2 separate regions of the Oryctolagus cuniculus genome follow, and region 2 is linked to region 1. The links are chromatin contacts, called in public Micro-C maps. All regions are on one chromosome and are shown on one strand. The core of a region is the stretch at or near the end of the contact, and the rest is flanking DNA. Distances in the headings are between cores, read along the strand shown.

Evidence for each region. Hi-C and Micro-C count contacts between places; a contact is called where the count stands out from the background.
Region 2: a contact with region 1 is called in a Micro-C map of ear pinna, with 4 times the contacts expected there. The contact joins two enhancer-like sites. A contact is called at or near these places in 2 of 6 Hi-C or Micro-C datasets (ear pinna and an unstated tissue).

What each region holds. Positions count from the first base shown.
Region 1 is chr20:8,953,119-8,955,818 of mOryCun1.1, forward strand. It overlaps LOC103351648 (a long non-coding RNA gene), which reads left to right. Exons shown (of 3, transcript XR_519381.4): 3 at 1-2,700. Among named protein-coding and RNA genes, the nearest start is that of HIF1A, 130 kb to the left of the region's middle. Within about 2 kb of position 1,358, at least 5 of the 8 cell types and tissues checked have an H3K27ac peak or open chromatin away from gene starts, as enhancers often do. A contact at or near this core is called in ear pinna, where this site is marked.
Region 2 is chr20:9,089,409-9,092,108 of mOryCun1.1, forward strand. All of the region lies in intron 9 of PRKCH (protein kinase C eta), which reads right to left. Among named protein-coding and RNA genes, the nearest start is that of PRKCH, 180 kb to the right of the region's middle. Within about 2 kb of position 1,308, at least 3 of the 8 cell types and tissues checked have an H3K27ac peak or open chromatin away from gene starts, as enhancers often do. A contact at or near this core is called in ear pinna, where this site is marked.

The DNA of each region.
Region 1 (2,700 bases), core at 108-2,607:
TGGGTTCTTGTTCCTTCCCTGGGAAGTGGGAATAAGGTTAGAGACCATCAGCTTTCGGTGGAGGTTAGCACCCTGGGTCTTCCTGTTTGTGCTATAGCCTAACAGAGAGGAACTGGGACTATATGTTTGTGCTATAGCCTAACTAGCCCAGGCCAGTTCACAACAGCTAGCAATGCACAGGTGTGTGCTGCAGTGGTATCGATGCCTTGGGACATCCAATACCAGAGTGCCTGGGTTCGAGTCCCAGCTCCACATCTGATTCCAGCTCCCTGCCCAAGTGCACCCTGGGAAGGAACAGTGATGGCACACATCTCTCCCACGTGCTAGACGCAGGTTGAGCTCCTGGCTCCTGGCATCAGCCTGGCTCAGCCTCAGCACTTGTGGGCATTAGGGAGTGAACCAGCAGAGGGAAGATCTTGTCTGTCTCTGTCTCTTTGCGTTTCAAATAACTTGTAAAATAAACAATTTTTTAAAGATGGCTAATGCTTTTCCAGTAATTATTATGTGCCCGTTGCTCATCCTCTCTTAGCCGTCACAATAACCCTAAAGTTGGTGCTATTGTCATCACCCCGTTCTACAGATGAGGATACTGAGGCTTCAGGAATCACCCAGCAGAGCCACAGAGCACATGCTTCTAACCGCCACACCACCATGCCGGCCGCGCTGCCCTCGGCAGTCTGCACTCTCTTCCGCTGTCCACTCGTGTCCACTCATGCCCCTGTAGAGGTGGGCTGGGAGGAGTCAGGTAGGGACACCCAAGGGGATGCTTTTCTGGGTTGAAAATCCCCACGGCACCAGGCAGGTGCCTGGGAAAACATCACGCACAGGCGGGTTTGGGAGCGTGAGGACAGCTGCGGCCGTTAGGAGAGGCAGCAGCCCGTGACAACCTCTGCCTTATAGCAAAGACCAGAGTTGGCATGGGAAAGGCTGCTGTGCACTGCACCAAGATAGTTCCCGCACCAAGTGACTCACCCCAGGCCGCCTTTATGTAGCAGTCTGTGCACTTACAATGACTTCACTTTTTAAAAATCCCATTTATATGGAACTAAACAGGGACTGTGTAGCCGTGTGAGAGACACCCCAACAACCCCACGATCCTATTACCAGGAACTTGCCACACACGCTGCCTGAACAGACCCTTCCCTTGGATTTTCTCTTCCAAATCTTCCTCTGCACAGTTATCACAATAGAAAGTAGTCGATTCCAGCTGCGCGAGGCGCTCCCACCAACCCTGCCATGCTTTTCCCAGCACTGGAAAAGTACAGAGTTTCTCTCCCGAGCATTTTAATACAGGCAGCGATCTGGGACGCAGCCAGGGCAGAATGCTAATGACATCACGGAACTCCGAGGCCAGGGAAGGAAGCCACGGCTGGGCTCTTGGAGTTGCCTCCCAGGGCTGGCCTTGGCCGCTGCCGGGCAAGCTGTCCCAAGGGACAGGAATTAATGATGTGCCTGTCTGACCAGGATGCCAGCGAGGGGACGGAAAACATTGACAAGAAAGGGCAGAAATCAGAGAAGGGGGAGGAGGAGCGAGGGTGAGAACCCACAAACGAGGGAAACCTAACACTCTCCTTGCGTTTGGCTGAAATGTAAACCCATGCATGAGTGGGAAACAGAACCTATAGGAGGCCAGGGATTAGGAGCTACTCAAACGTCACCAGCCTCACTGAGAAAACTGGTTCCCAAGCCTTTTTGAATGTTTACGAGAGGCCGTCTGCAGGAAACCGGAGCCTGCTGCGAGTTGACATTTCAGCAAAGCCTGGCCTGGGAAAGCCCGTCCTGACTCGCGCCTATGGGCCGGAGTTCATGTTCACTGCTGGGACAAGTTGACATTTCCTTCTAAAGGAAAAATACGGCAGGGACCCAAGGCTGCTCAGGAGTCCCCTGCAAGTTCTCCTTCACAACCTGAACCAACCTGGGTCTTCTTTGTTCTTTCTTTCCTTTTTTTTTTTTTTTTTTTTTAAATAAGATTTATTAGAGAGGCAGAGATCTATCTGCTGATGCACTCCCTGAATGGTGGCAACAGCCAGAGCTGGGCCGATCTGAAGCTAGGAGCCAGGAGTTTCCTCCGGGTCTCCCACACGGGTGCAGGGACCCAAGCACTTGGAGCATCTGCTCTGCTTTCTCAGGCCATAGCAGGGAGCTGGATTGGAAGTGGAGCAGCTGGAATTCCAGCTGGCACCCAAATGGGATTAGGATGCCGGCACCGCAGGAGGAGGCTTAACCCACTACACCATGGCACCAGCCACCATCCTGGGTCTTCTAACAGACCCAAGTAGGGTGAAGCCAGGCAGGTACACAGATTTAAAGAGGCGCACCCTCTTAGGGCCGTGCAGGCGCAGAGTTGAATTCTGAGAGTGAGCGCCTTCTTAAATCTTGTGCCCTTGACACCTGCTCCACCTTTTGGGCCCTTGTCTTTCTGTTCTGAAAATCCCCTCAATTCTAAGTTTCTTGGTTGGGGAAGAGGTATAGGCAATTTTCAAAGCTCCTCAGATGATTCTAATGTGTAGCTTGATGGAGAAACACTGCTTTAAATGAACAAGGGTTGGTGGCAAATTGAAGGGATGAATCCAACTGAATGCCAATACTCAATATTAATTTTGTCTTTTCTAGTCTGCACTAATTACAGGGGAAAATTACAATCTAATTCATTTTGGTTTAGTCTGTTCACTATATTAGAATACTTCAAAAAATTCATGT
Region 2 (2,700 bases), core at 58-2,557, 140 kb after region 1:
AGGAAGGTGGGTCACGCAGCGTCAAACCAAGAACTCCAAAAAGGCTTACGGAGAGAGGAAATTCAAAGATACATTTATTTTGGTGCAAAACATTTTTGGAATGCATGCGTACTTTTTTTTTTTTTTAAATACATATTTCCGTGGACTTTTTGAGGACTGCCTCATACACTCACAATAAATGATGGAAAACAAAGATGAATAGGATTTAATAAGCTGGGAACACGCAGAGAACAGAGAACGCCGCGCTCTGGCTTGCTTTCTATTTTGATCTGAGCCCGAGGCAAACGGCAGCCAATGACCCACAAGCAGAGCAAATCCCGTCTGTGGCCGCTCAGGGAAAGGAGAAAACCTAGTTCCAGACGGATCGGAGGAAACAGCCTTCGGTTTTTCATAAAAGGCCAAAGAGTCCACGTTGCGGAGAAGCGCCTTTATCCCTGGCCACTGACGCCATGCTTTCCCGGTGCTTCCTATTTGTGGCGTAAGGGAAATGACAGGGATATTAGCAGGCTGGGCAACTGCTCAGAAGACGCTCACTGACCTGGCTTTGCCGTGGGATCTGGGGCACGTGGGGGTACCTCTCTGGACCTAAGCGGCCAGAAATGGACAGTGAGGAGGGGAGCATTGCCCCCCCTCCCACCCCGCCTCCTGGCTTGCTTTGGGGATTCAATGAAGTACTTCCTGTGAGATACAAGGTGTGCTGTTAGAGGCGCTGGCAGTGAGCGTGAGCACCGGGAACCCACGCCAGGGCCTCAGGGAGCTGCGATTCCATCCCTCGCCCACCCCTGCGGCAGAGCTGGCACCGCGCAGGCTGCGATAATCAACCAGCTGCTGGACGCTGGCCTCGCAGCGCCCCGGTCTCTGCGGAGGGAGAGTCTCCCAGCTTTCCGGCTGCACTTCCCCACCTCTCCTAACCCGCAGTCACACAGTCTTTCCCCCAGGAAGTCACAGCAAACTCAGGAGCTTCGGGGAAGCAGCGCTCCGGGTGCCGCCTCCTCCTCCTCCCCAGTACGCCGTTGGCAGCAGCTCAGTGCACAAACCTGGCCTGGCCCCATGCCAGACGCCCTGTGACCACGTGCAGAGAGGAAAAGCAAGCTGAGGGGGCTAGGAAGTGGTCAGGGCCCTGAGCAATGCAGGGCAGGCTGTGGCCTTCCCGGGCCAAAGAGCGCTTCCATAGGGACTCCTCCATTGGGCTGCGAGGCAAGGATAGGAAGCTTGCAACAATTTTTATTTATGTATTCTCATTTTCTTTAAGAGAGAGAGAGAGAGAAATCTATCCACTGGTTCACTTGCCAAATGCCCACCATAGCCAGGGCTGAGCCAGGACAAAGCCAGGAACATGGAACCCAATCTGGGTCTCCCATGTGGGTGGCAGGGACATAACCGCTTGAACCATCACTGCTGCCTCCCAAGGTCTGCATTAACAGGAAGCTGGAATGGAGAGGACAGCCAGGACTTGAACCCAGACCCTCTGATATGGGATACATACATCCCAAGTGGCATTTAAAAAAAAAAAAAGTATTTATTTGAAAGGCAGAATTATAGAGACAAAGTAGGAGCTACAGAGAGATTTTCCATCTACTGGCTTATTCCCCAAATGGCTACAGAGGCCAAGACTGGGCTGGATCAAAGCCAGGAGCCAGGAACTCCACCGGGGTTTCCCACATGGGTGGCAGGGAGCCAAGCCCCTGTGATATCCTCTGCCACTTTCCCAAGTGCTTTAGCAGGGAGCTGGATGGGAAGTGGAGCAGCCGGGACTTGAATTGGCACCCATATGGCATGCAGGCATCACCACAGGCCACGGCTTAAACCACTGAGCCATAATACCCCCTCAGCTCCCCCGCACAAATGGCATCTTAACCCCAGGACCAAGCGCCCAGCTCAGAACACAGATTTAGGTGGAGGCCCTTATCCGGAGAAAACAAAGGGCAGGTGGCCCTCAAGAAAGAACTAGAAGGCAGCTAAGAAGTAGAACTCAGTGCCTGAGTGCTACCAGCCGCGGGCACCTGCTTGAGTGTGAGGTTCATTCCCGGGCCACACGATGCCACAAGGGGAGACGCCCTGTCCCCATGCTGCCAGTGACTCTCCTCCCGTCCCTGAAGTCTACTGAAATCATCCTGCAGCACCATGGGATTGTGTTCCTGGGGCTCCTGATGCCTGAACCTTCACACACTGCATGGCCGGACATCTCGGGAGAGGCTTCCGATGCAAAGCCCCGGCCCCGCCAGGATCCACCCCTGGGGGCTGCTCCATGAGGACGCCAAGTCAGGAGCCGGGAGAGAGAAAGAGAGAACGATGAGCGGAGAGGACCCCTGGGCCTCTGGCCCTGCAGAGCCGGGTCTGCGTGTCCTGGGCCCACCGGGACGCACCAGATGTGCGCACAGACAAGCCCTGTCCCAGGTAAGGAGGAGCTGGCCTTGGCTCAGCTCCCTGGGCTCCCAATCCCTTATGACACTTGCTGCTGCTTTCCCAAGGGCCTGGGTGACAGCCAGCTCTTGGGCACCTGCCACAGAGTGTCCAGCATTTTCCAAATGGAACCTTTGCTCCAATAAACTGGACTAAAGCCTGGCACCCGTGCTTACTGCGCCACGCCCCCTTCCCGCCACTGCCGGCTCTGGCTGTCTTTGTTCTCACCTCACCTCCTCCCTCGCCCGTCTGTCCGTCTGTCTGTCTGTCCCTCTCTGTCTACCTCCTCCCAGTGCC